Linked DNA regions of Hordeum vulgare: all the other regions are linked to region 3. The links are chromatin contacts, called in public Hi-C maps. All regions are on one chromosome and are shown on one strand. Each heading gives the region's core, a stretch centred on a gene start, on an enhancer-like site or on the middle of the called end of the contact. The rest is flanking DNA. Distances are from core to core; before and after follow the strand shown.

Region 1 (4,335 bases), core at 214-2,713, 300 kb before region 3:
GTCTAAACATTACTGATTATTCAATTGTTGCTCATAGTCATATCCTGAATACTGTTGTAGACACAGTGGACAGTGAATTAATGTTGACAATTCAGTTGTATCCAACCAATGTACACCAAGTCAGATCCATTTTCACACTACATGGTATACATAAAGAACTAAAAATTTAAATAGAAAAATCAGTTACAAGACATAGTACAGTATGATCACGAAAACTGAGCAGCCAGCAAAGTGCCAGTTAAATAGTTTCAATACCATGCTATGGACTCAAGCTGAGCATTCTAGTAAGTGGAGAATCATATTATGTGCTATACAATATACATAGATACCGCCTAACTGTTTCACCAATAATTCTCACCCCAACCATTTTTTCTTTCCATTTGGAGGAAATTTCTGCTTCAAATTTATAATCTAACAGAGAATTTTAAACAAATCGCCTATGCTTCAAGAAATGTACAACATTACTAACTAAAATCAGGGAAGTGAGAAACACTCCCAAGCCTAGTAGCAAGCCCTGTTGGCATTCACATGCACCATGTAATACCCACGTCCACATGACCATTGATAGACACACAATCAAATGGGTACAAATCCAACACCAGCACATTAAGATGCTAGTGAGCCATGCGACAATCACATACAAGATAGCAGTGTATAGACACGCGTCAGATATACGCAGCACGCAATCACACACCCCAGATGCACCCAACCACTTACAAACATATGCAGGCTCACCGTCACCCACCATGAGAGGAGGGGAGAGCCATGCAGACAGCTACAACAAGCATACCACACAATTCACGTGCAAGATACACTGAGCAAGCATATAAGCACAGTGAGTGGTGACAGAAACATCAGGTGAGCAATACTAAAAAAACAGCCTTCGCTGAGCAAACATGCCACCACGAACCCGGCGAGATACAGGATTTGCTATGTATTCAGTCAAAGAATATATAAAGCAATCAGAGAGCATCCTAACTCTCCTCGCCTTTAGACGTATAGGGAAGCAAAAGCAGAGATCCAATCGCCCACCTTGGGGTCACCCTCCTTCTTGAGCAGGAGCTGCGCGAGCACCTCGGCGCACTCGGCGTACCGGCGGCTCTGGAACAGCACGGCGGCGTCCCTCGCCATAGCTGCCGTCGCGGAGAGCGTCCCGTCCTCCTCCGCCCCGGGCTGTGGCTGGGGCGGCGGCGCCTCCTTCGGCGCCGCGGGCTCCATCCGCCAGATCTTGCACGGACGGTGGCTGAATCGGGAGCGCGGGTGCGACACGCGGACGCCCGATTCGCGAGCCGACGCAGCGAACTGGAGCACTGGCGGTAGGGTTTGGAGTTGGGGAGGGCTAGCTAGGGTTTGGACGCGATGGCGATGGGATACGCCAGAGCGAGGGAGGGGGAGTGGGAGGGGGGGCGAAATCGACGAAGGCGATGGATAGAGAGAGAAGAGGGAGTTGCTTTCCTCTCCTGATTTGTTAGTTTTTCACGATACTGCCATTTCGACAGGGGCCAATGTCCGTCCTGGAATTTTTGCGAAAGGGTCCCTGTCGTTTCAGGTAATTAACCCGCACTCCTTATGTAAGTCGGGTCGAACCGTTTTTCACTTTTTATGAAAAAACCCTGTATTTAATCCGACCGCTCCCCTCCGGCGATGTTGATGCGTCGCCGCCGCCTGTTGGGCCCGGTCCTCCCCCGCCTCCTCGTCGCCCTGCTCCTCGCGTCCGCCGTCGCATTGCTCCCCGGCGACGCGGCCGAGGCGGCCGACGAGGGCCGCGTGGGCAAGGCGATCGCGGCGGTGGAGCGCGCAAACGCCACGGCCGTGGCCCTGGGGCGGCCCAGGCCGGCGGGGAGGCAGCGCAGGGCAATGGCACGAACAAGGAGAACAGCCTCGCCGACATGATCAACCGCGCGCTCGAGAAGGAGTTCCCCGACTCGGAGGGCGACCAGGGCGGCGGAGGTGCGTGGATCTGAGTCCCGCCATCTCCCCCGATCCGCCTCGCGGGCTCCGTGGCTCGGGGATCTGGTTTCGGCGCGCCCTGGCGTGTGTCGGCGGCCGGCTGCCTAGATCTCGGCCCCGGCTGCCGCGCTTTGCTCGGAATTGGCGAATCCTGCCTGTTTCTGGGTCTTTGCATTGAGCTGGCCTGTGCTGACCTCTACTGCTATGATTTTGCAGAGACGGACCGCGGCAGCTTCAACAACACGGTCGCCGAGAAGCAGGTGTTTCATCTGCACAGTTTTGTTTGTGTGTGGTCGGATTGTTCGTTTACAATGATTATGGAACCTGGTTGAATATTGCATTATTATGATGCTCATGGAATGGTTGTTCATGTCTTGCCGGCTCTCTAGATTTAGGAGGAGCACATGAGGTCGGCGGCGGCGGCCCGTCTAATCCGGCGACAGGAGGAGCACACGAGGCTGACGACGGTCGCGAGACCACCACAGCAGGCCAACAAGGCAGCGTCGCCGGCCGACGACGGCATCCACGAGGACCTGCCGGCCTCCGCCCAGAACGAGAGGACCGGATCCGAGCCGGCGGCCGCGCCTGAGGTGGAGGTGCAGCTCTTCCGCCGCGACCGGTGACCGTGTTCCGGTCGCCCCTGTGCGGGTACACGCAGGACCAGCTGGAGGTGGGGGACATCCTGGAGAAGCACGGCCTCAAGTCCGTCTTCGCCTTCGACGCCGCCTCCCGCGCGCGCGGTGTCGCCATTCATTCAACCCCCCGCAACGGCCGCTCCCTCCTCCCTTACGCCGCCGACTCCACCATCTTCCTCGACGGCGAGCCCAAGGTAAGTCTCCACACCTATTTTTTGTGGGGTGTTTTGAGGGTTGGGGATTGATTGGATCTTCCGTGACAGTTGTATAGCAATAGGATGGTAGTTGCCTCGTTTTTCCATTCCAATTGCGAAATGGGAGGGTGGTATCGGCATGCCCACAAGCAACTCGCAACCTTTGTGCACAACCCAGCAGTTTATGAGAGAAATTTATTGCTTCAACCATTTCCGCATACAAGCAAAGTACCAAATAAATCTAAGTTCGGTGCAGGTTTTCTGATATGTTTATCTTTCCACCTTTTCAGTTAGTTGATTATGGTCATGATGGATGTCTTTTGATGCTCCAAGACTGTTTGGATGAAGTGTTGTTGAATGACAGGGAGGCCAAAAACTTGCAGTTGAAGCATGATCTTTTATCCTCCACTTTCAGATATTGCCTGGATAAAACTTACTTCAGCACTTGTTTCTGTGAAGCACTGATGCGGATAAAAACTGCTACAGATGGCCTCCTTGAGACTCTGTCGAGTGTACTGGAACTCTCAGCAGCCGAGAAAGTCGGTATTGGTCTTGCATTGTCAGATTCTGATAATTCAGGCATGAAGCTGAAAGGTAAACACTAGGTGGTGAAGTTAAACTCTGTGTTGAGTGTGTCAAGGTTGCTTCTTCTATTTTCAGTTGTTTGTTGAAATCTACATTATTTTCATCATTCCAGGGCAACAATTTGAAATTGCTCAAGTTGAGGAGTTGTGTTTGAATCCTGATCAGTCGATACCAAACGACCAAATTCATGAAATTGTCGTCTTCCTTCACCAGACCGATGGCCTGACAAAGCATATGGATACTTTTAGTAGCATTGCTTCTCTTCTATAAGTTGGACAGAGTCCTTTTTTTGCTCCCATCCCCAAGGAGCAGTATGATGCTCACTCAATAAATCCTTCAAGGTGTTTAATCTTTCACTAACCAAAATCTTTGTGTTTTGGTTCACCTCATGTCCAATTGCTTACTTGTATTACCCCCTTATTTTCTGTGTCGTGCAGACATTTGGAGATGTACTTAGATAGCACAAATGATGACTTAGAGTCACTTCTTTCTAAAATTGAGAAAGAAATAAGTATGGCGGACATCGTAATTGAGTAGGGTTATGGATGCACTGTTGATAGCACACAGTGTAAGGAAATACTATCCACTTTTCAGCCTCTTGATGATGTGGCAATATCTAAGTTGCTCGGGGCAGTTATTGGCACTCAAAATAGTCTCGGAGAGGCCCATAACACTTATGCAACCTTTGTATCTGCTATTCTGAATACCCACTTGAGTGAGTCACCTCAGTTAACTACATGGAACACGGATGTTCTTGTGGATTCAATCAATGAATTGGTGAGGGCTTACTCATCGTCATGTTGTATTCTTTTTCTTCGCTTCACGCTTTTGCATTCTAATAACTTGGTTGTTCTTTCCCATGTAGGTCCCAAGTACTAATTGGGTGCATGTTATGGAAAACCTTGATCATGAGGGTTTTAGTATTCCTGATGAAGCAGCTTTCTGTTTACTGATGAATATATACAGCCGTG
Region 2 (3,779 bases), core at 832-3,331, 430 kb after region 3:
GAAGGAAAAGAAGGACGGCTCCTTCTCCTTCTTCTTCTCTTCTTCTTCTTTTCATTTTTCCTCTTTCTTCTCCTCTTCTCCTCCTCTTCTTCTTCTCCCTCGTATTTCTATTTCTATTTTTCTTTATCCTCTTCTTCTACTTATTCTTTTTTTCTCTTCTTCTCCTTCTTATTTTTTTTCTTCTTCTCTTCTTATCTTCTTCCCTTCTTCTTCCTCTTCTTTCTATTAAGCTAACTAACTAGTGGCAGATGATCTTCTTATCTTCTTCCCTTCTTCTTCCTCTTCCACCACACCGACTACTACAACAACTACAATAACAACAACTATAATAACAACAACTACAATAACAAGAACAACTACTACAACGACAATAAAAAAATCAACTTTGTAGTTGTAATCTAATTCCAAAAAACTAAATACCAAATAGTTAATTTTCTCGTGCGGGGGGGGGGAGGGGGGTTGGGGTGTGGGGGCTCACCGGGAGGGGCGGCTGTGGCGTCGTGGGTGGCGGGGCCGGGGGTGTTGGGGGTGGCGGGGCGGCGCCGGGGGCGGTGGGGCAGCGACACAGGGGGCTGTAGGGCACCGGGATGGCGACGAGGGCAGTGGGCGGTGGCAGCGGGGCTGTGAGGCACCAGGGCGGCGCCGGGGGCGCTAGGGGCGGCGACGTGACGGTGGTGGCGGCGGTGGGCGTCGGGGAGAGGAGTGGGAGAGAGAGAGGGGCGGGGTGTGGAGCCGTGGGGCAGCGGCGCGAGGGGGCTGTGGGGCACCGGGGCAGCGACGAGGGCGGTGGGGCGGCGGCGGGGGCGCTAGGGGTGGCGGCGCGACGGTGGTGGCGGCGGTGGGCGTCGGGGAGAGGAGTGGGAGAGAGAGAGGGGCGGGGTGTGGAGCTGTTACACACTGGGTGAGAGAGAGAGAGAGGGGCGGGGTGGGGGCAAAGAGCCGTTACGGAGTTAGCTCTTTGCTGTGCCGGCGGACGACAAAGAGTCTAGACTCTTTGCCGTCTGCCTCCAGACGACAAAGAAGGGACTCCAGTTTGACCTAACGTACCCGCGGTCAGGTGGGCCCCACCTATATATTTGTCGTCTGCTGTGCGACTCTTTGCCCTCTGCGGCTGACGGCAAATATGTGACTGATGGCAAAGACATTCTATACCATGAGCCAGTTCTTTGTCGTGTGGTTTGTGACAGCCTTTACCGTCAGCGAGCAGACGACAAATATATGACAGACGGCAAAAAACTGAATTTCAGTAGTGAATGATGTATACTAAACTGTTGATACGAGGTTTGTGTAAACAAGTGAATTAATGTTGACCTTCGTATTTTAACAAAACAAATTCTAACTTTTCAGTTAATCAATCCACATTTTATCTAAAACGAAATTATTCATATCTTTTAAACCGTAACTCCGATTTTAACATGTTATATATGAAATTTGATTAAAAAATATGTAGAATCTAAATAGAATGTTATTTTTAGCTATTGAATACTTCTTAAATATTATTTTTGGTGCAAACTTAATCTGTAGTGCACGGTTCTTTTTTCTCTCTCTTTCCGGCGACGATACGAATTGCAATAAACATCCATTAAATTAAAACCAAATTGAGAGGAAAGAAAAACATCGTTGACAACACATGCACACCTTTGAAAAACCTCGTGGGGAGAAACAACATATTTCTCATCTTATTCCGAGTGACTGTATATTCAAACGCGTTTTCATTGTGTGAGCACTAAAGCCATCATCGGCAACACAAATGTGATGCCATGTGAAAATATATTGCGTTTAGAGCTTGTGTTATTTTCTCTTTCGTTGCAACGCACGGGCTCTTTTGCTAGTAGCTTAAAAACATAAAGAGTATATGCAGCCGCGTCGCAACATTCATACAACTTATGGTAATATGATGTCCACGATAATGCATATGCATCATCTATCTATAATTAAAAATATTTATAAAATAACTTATATTTAAAAAGTTTCCACATAGGTTGATAAAATATCCCTATTGAAGCCGGGAAAGATGCCCCGAAATTACGTTGTCCGTTGGCAGAAACGGAAGGGGTACGCCGGGGCAGCAGACTGCCGTCGGTCGCCCATCGGATCCAATCTGATCCTCACGGCCATTGGCACTTTACGAGGCGGAGTTGAAATTCCACACGGCCTCTCTCTTCGCCTTCGCCTTCCCCCTCTCGTGCTCGCGAGCCGCGTCAAAACCCTAGCCACCTTCTGCCCACCACATGCACCGCGGCAGCGACCGCTCCGCCGACCCTTCAGGCCCCGCGGGCGCCGCTCGCAGCGGCGGGGACGGCAGATTCGCGCGCGGACCCTCACGCTGGTCCGGCGGCGGCGGGGGTAGCCCCCCGCCCCACCGCTCCTCCCGCGGCGGGAGCAGCGACGGCGGCGGAGGCGGAGGCGGAGGCGGAGGCGGGAGGTTCCATCCGTACCGTGCGCCGTCTGAATACGTTGTTGGCGGTGGTGGAACTGGAGGGTACAGAGGCGGCGGCGGCGACTTTGATGAGACGGCCGGTGGAGCGAGGAGCCGTTACGGAGGCGGTGGCGGCGGAGGCCGTGGAGACTACTCAGGTTTGGTCCAGGATCTTGGCTTCTGCGCTTTGGCATTTTCTAGGTTTTGCTGTGCCGCGCTGCCTCTAGATGTGGAATTTTAGCTTGTATACGCACGGGAAAAGGTTTTTGGGCTTTTGGTCCTCTGTGCAATAAGTGATGAAGTTGAACTTCCATGATCTCTGGAAGATTTTACACCAAGTTCAATCAACTGTTGTTAACTCGCCATAGCTGAACAGTCACTGTTGGGATGTGACAAACCAGTGGTCCAAGTATGCAGCTGCGTAATATGTGCTAGCATGTATACCATGATGGCAAGACCACCCACCTTTTTTGAATGAATGATGAACTTAGACTGGTTTCAGATGTACATGCTATACAGGGGATTAGATTATTTGCCCCACTTTACTAGGGGTTTGATGATTTGCCGAGGCTCGTCTCAGTGGCGGGTCGTCATCCCACCCCCCCCCCCCCCCCCCCGATTTTAACATGTTATATATGAAATTTGATTAAAAAATATGTAGAATCTAAATAGAATGTTATTTTTAGCTATTGAATACTTCTTAAATATTATTTTTGGTGCAAACTTAATCTGTAGTGCACGGTTCTTTTTTCTCTCTCTTTCCGGCGACGATACGAATTGCAATAAACATCCATTAAATTAAAACCAAATTGAGAGGAAAGAAAAACATCGTTGACAACACATGCACACCTTTGAAAAACCTCGTGGGGAGAAACAACATATTTCTCATCTTATTCCGAGTGACTGTATATTCAAACGCGTTTTCATTGTGTGAGCACTAAAGCCATCATCGGCAACACAAATGTGATGCCATGTGAAAATATATTGCGTTTAGAGCTTGTGTTATTTTCTCTTTCGTTGCAACGCACGGGCTCTTTTGCTAGTAGCTTAAAAACAGAAAGAGTATATGCAGCCGCGTTGCAACATTCATACAACTTATGGTAATATGATGTCCACGATAATGCATACACACTGGTGGGATGACACAAATTTTAAATGTAGAAGTAAAGCGTGGGTTAAGATCTAATTTCTCCATGATACACACTGGTGTGTTCTGTCTTGTTGTTAAATCAGTATAATAATGGTATGGCCTATGAGCTTATCTCGTGATGAAGCTTCAGATAAGCTATTGTAATAGCCTAACAGTTTCAGGTAGGTCATATCTGGTTAATCCAGATGTTGGCCTTAAGTCATAACCGTT
Region 3 (4,107 bases), core at 330-2,829:
GAATATGGTACGATGGCTGAGCCATATGATGTCACTAATTTAATTGATACGTATATCAAATTATGCCATTCGTTTATTTTCTTTGCTATAGAGCTGACAATAGTTATGGTTCCAAGCACGATGATGATAAGATTTGCGTCAATCGAACTCGACGTAAAACCATCATGAAGAAGTGGTTCTTGGATGAAGAAAAATTAAAGAAACACGCCACGATAGAGAAGTTTTGTCATGATAGTATAAGTGCTGCCACCAACAACCTTTTCTTCTGAAAAATTGTTGCCATGATAGAGTTTTCGAAACTGCTGTCATGTCACGTCTTCTTCATGCAGAGTTTTCATGATTGCCATAGCGAAAACTAATGTCACACGAGACTTCCATGTAAAAATTGCATGAAGACAATACACATATCTTGAAGACAACCCCTCCGTTTTTCTGTTACCTTTACCTATTAATAAAAGACGGATCGCTTTTGTCCGCGTGACATGTTTTTCCGTAGAAAACTCCCTACATTTATTGAAATTAACTCACACTCCAAGTTGAAGTGAGTTCAGAAAAAGTTACATTTTTGCAAAAAAAACACACCCTATAATTTGTGGAAATTAACCCGCCATCCTATTTTAAGTGAGAGAATAACTGTTCGCTATTTTCCAGTAGGCCCTTTTTTTTAAAGTGGGTTTAAATACTTTTTAAAGTATTTATATCTTCTAAGTCGTAACTTCAATTTTAACTTGTTATACATGAAAACTGTTTAGAAAACTGTGTAAAATTTGAATATGATAATATTTTACCTCTTTAACATTTTAAAAATATTATTTATGGTACAATCTTAATCAGCACACTGTTCGTCTTTATTTTGTACCGGTGTAGATCCGTATTAGAAATTAACACCTGAGCAAAAAAAAATTGGAGACGAAAAACCCCATCTACAACCACGCATACACACCTCGACAAAATCTCTACGTGAAAAAACAAAATACATTTCTCATTTTATATCGAGAGAGATAAAGGTATAGACACGTCCTAAAATATAGTATTACATTTAAACATGTTGTGATTATGTGAGCATCGAGACAACCATTGAAAATGATATGAGGAGGGATAAGAGGCAACCTATATGAGATACATATGGACATGTTGGGAGAGTGTGCTATTTTTTCTCTTCTGTTATAACACACATATTTTTTTGCTAGTTTATAATAAAAAAAATTAAAATACATTGAAGGATCTAAAAATATTTTAAGTGTATCAAATAGGTCCTAAAAGCTTAAAATCGTTCATTGGATGTCATATATGTGTATTTTACCTGCAATTTTTAGAATCTATTTGAAACATTTGAAATACTTTTAGAACCAAAGGTGAACGAACTACACACTATAAAACACGCGGTGAACGATTTTAAAATTTTAGGACCTATTTAACACACTTGAAATACTTTTAGAACCTCAAACATATTTTACTTTAAAAAAAAGTAGCAAAGGAGTTACCTGCCCACTCGTCAGGCTCCGGGCCGCCTACGACCGCCTTTGGGTCGAGTCCAACCCGAACACGGCACGGCGACGACACACCAGACCACACACCGTCCCGTAAACAAAAAGACGAAAAATAGCCTGCCCTTCCTTCCTCTCTTCCCCTCCCCAAAATTCCCCTCTCCTTCTCTCGCTCCAGTCGCGACGGCGACGGCGACGACGACGACGACGATCAGGTATCAATCCCCCGCCCCCTCCCCTCCCTCGCCCGATTCGCGCAGATTATTCCCCATCGCTCCCCCGATTGCGAGTTTCCAGCTCCGGAGCAGTAGGTTTTGGCTAGAACCCGCCTCCGTAGCCGTCGGTTGTTGGGGTTAAGGGAGATCCGGCAAGAGGCCCTCTGTTGCCGGCGGCGGATTTGGGCGTAGGGATTTATTTGCTTGATTTGTTTTAGCTCGGCCTGGTCGGGTAGTTAGGGCTGGGTCATGTTTCCTTTCCTTCACCACTCGGGCTTGCTATTTGCATTATTATTGTGCTGTATTGTCCTCGGATGATTGATTCCGTTGGTAATTGCGGTGCTTGTAGTTCGTTGCAGGTGATGGTACTGATGTTCAATTGATTAATGATGACTGTTCCGATGGATAGTACTGCTGTTCCGCCATCGCGGGACCTCGTGCAGCGCCTCCTTAAGAAGGTGAGCTTTCCTTGTATACTGATGACATCTAGCTATTTCACACTAGGTTGCTTGTTGGGCCGTGTTCCATGTGGCCTGCTGTACCTTGCCTTGTATGTGATTGGTGTATTTTCTTGCTTTGCCTTCTTGGATAGGCACAATTCATGTCAATGGTTTATTATGTATGAGTTTTCAACCACTAACCGTTGATTGTTACAAAGAAAAAATAAAATACTCTTGACAATCCGAGTTAATCATTCCCTGAATGTTTCCAAGTTTTTTTTTTTGGGGGGGGGGGACCGCGTTAATTAATTTCCATCTTCTTTTTTGAGTTATGGTGTTTCCTGTTTGATAAATTATTGGTCAGTAGTAAAATTAGTTCATGCGTGACCTTTGGATATAAATGATGATAGCGTGATGTTATTTGTGTAGAATGCCGAGCTCAAAAGTCATCTTGAGAAGTCAGCACAGTCCAAAGTCCCATCAGATCCCAACATATGGCTTCAGATGCGTGAGAACTTTGAGAAAATGATTCTGGCAGATCATGACTTTTGTGAAAAGCATGAGATCGAGTATATTTTGTGGCAGTTGCACTACAAAAGAATCGAGGAGTTCAGGAACCACATTAGTTCTGCAGGTTCAGCTGCATCTCAGAATGGTAAGAACAATGCCAACCCAGATCGAATCAAGAGAATTAAGTCGGCCTTCAGGAGCTTTCTTTCAGAAGCATCGGGCTTCTATCATGACTTGATGTTCAAGATCAAATCCAACTACGGCCTTCCTCTGGGTTACTTCTTGGAGTCTCCTGAGAATGCAAGCAGCCCTGACAAAAATGATAAGAGGACAGCTGATGCTAAGAAAGCCCTGATATCATGCCACCGTTGTCTCATATATCTGGGTGATTTGGCCCGCTATAAGGGTTTGTTTGGTGAAGCTGATTCTGCAAAACGTGAATATGCTGCGGCTTCTAATTACTACAAGGAGGCAGTTTCAATCTGCCCTTCCAGCGGCAATCCACACCATCAGGTTTAATCTCAACTCTGTATTTCATCAAATGTTCATGTATTCTCTGTTCAGTTTTCTAATGATGACACTGATTGGATTTGTCAGCTTGCAATATTAGCTTCTTACTCTGGCAATGAGGTAGTGGCTGTCTACAGATACTTTCGAAGCTTAGCTGCAGACACTCCCTTCTGTACAGCACGGGACAACTTGATTCTTGCTTTTGAGAAGGTAACGGTGCTATGTTCTTCACTAACTTACTTCCATAGCATTGTTTTACTTCTTTTTCCACATTATTTGTGGTCCAGTGTAGAATCTGTTACCCTTCAGTCACATATGTATAATTTTGCATGGAAGAGAGTATCTGCAGTGCTATGTAGTACTGGAAGCTGCCTTGCTCCCCCTTTATCTGATATCGTACTTCTTGTTTGATATAGATAATAAGATTGTCCAGACTCGGTTGCATCTCATTATGTTTTTCGTTGTGAGGGTTAACTTCTTCTATTGATACTAGCTAATACACGTGCTTTGCTACGGGAAAACATACCAATCATGTTAAGCCATCGTCAACAACTCAGTCTTCTCTTCATCTCTGCTGTGTCCTTGAGCTCATCCAAGTTCTGTCTATACCGACATCATACTCAGTCTAGGTCCGGTCTAGTCCCATGGCCACACCGAGTCATGGTTCTCTGGCCTGTTGTATCTCAGTATATCGATTATCAGTGTTGCCTCATGAATTTGACACCAATTGTTATGCTTGTTTTTGTAATGCCATAGTTGTGCTTTATTTGCTAGTTTGTGAGTTGATATCTTCTTCAGTCCTTGTGCTGCTATGTTCTCCCTTACAAGTTCTTTACGTTTGCAGTTTTGAGAGGTTTCTGTCTGTTTGCTTTTATGTTTCTTTGGTTCACTCATAATAGGTATGCTTAAGTAGGGTTCTCAAAATAGTTCGAGCTCTGCTTTTTC

What was found. A called contact is a pair of places that touch in the nucleus more often than the background predicts.
Region 1: a Hi-C map of seedling shows a contact between it and region 3, with 4 times the contacts expected there. The contact joins the promoter of LOC123399448 here to the promoter of LOC123398020 in region 3. A contact is called at or near these places in 3 of 6 Hi-C or Micro-C datasets (leaf and seedling).
Region 2: a contact with region 3 is called in a Hi-C map of leaf, with 8 times the contacts expected there. The contact joins the promoter of LOC123399188 here to the promoter of LOC123398020 in region 3. A contact is called at or near these places in 6 of 6 Hi-C or Micro-C datasets (leaf, seedling and an unstated tissue).

Annotation. Positions count from the first base shown.
Region 1 is chr5H:352,326,378-352,330,712 of MorexV3_pseudomolecules_assembly, forward strand. It overlaps LOC123399448 (CCR4-NOT transcription complex subunit 10), which reads right to left and starts at 1,464. Exons shown (of 6, transcript XM_045093859.1): 1 at 1,033-1,464. The coding sequence starts at 1,218. It also overlaps the pseudogene LOC123396701.
Region 2 is chr5H:353,049,942-353,053,720 of MorexV3_pseudomolecules_assembly, forward strand. LOC123399188 (flowering time control protein FCA-like) reads left to right here and starts at 2,082. Exons shown (of 18, transcript XM_045093619.1): 1 at 2,082-2,577. The coding sequence starts at 2,232.
Region 3 is chr5H:352,624,240-352,628,346 of MorexV3_pseudomolecules_assembly, forward strand. It overlaps LOC123398020 (protein SMG7), which reads left to right and starts at 1,580. Exons shown (of 8, transcript XM_045092533.1): 1 at 1,580-1,702; 2 at 2,052-2,160; 3 at 2,572-3,165; 4 at 3,250-3,372. The coding sequence starts at 2,089.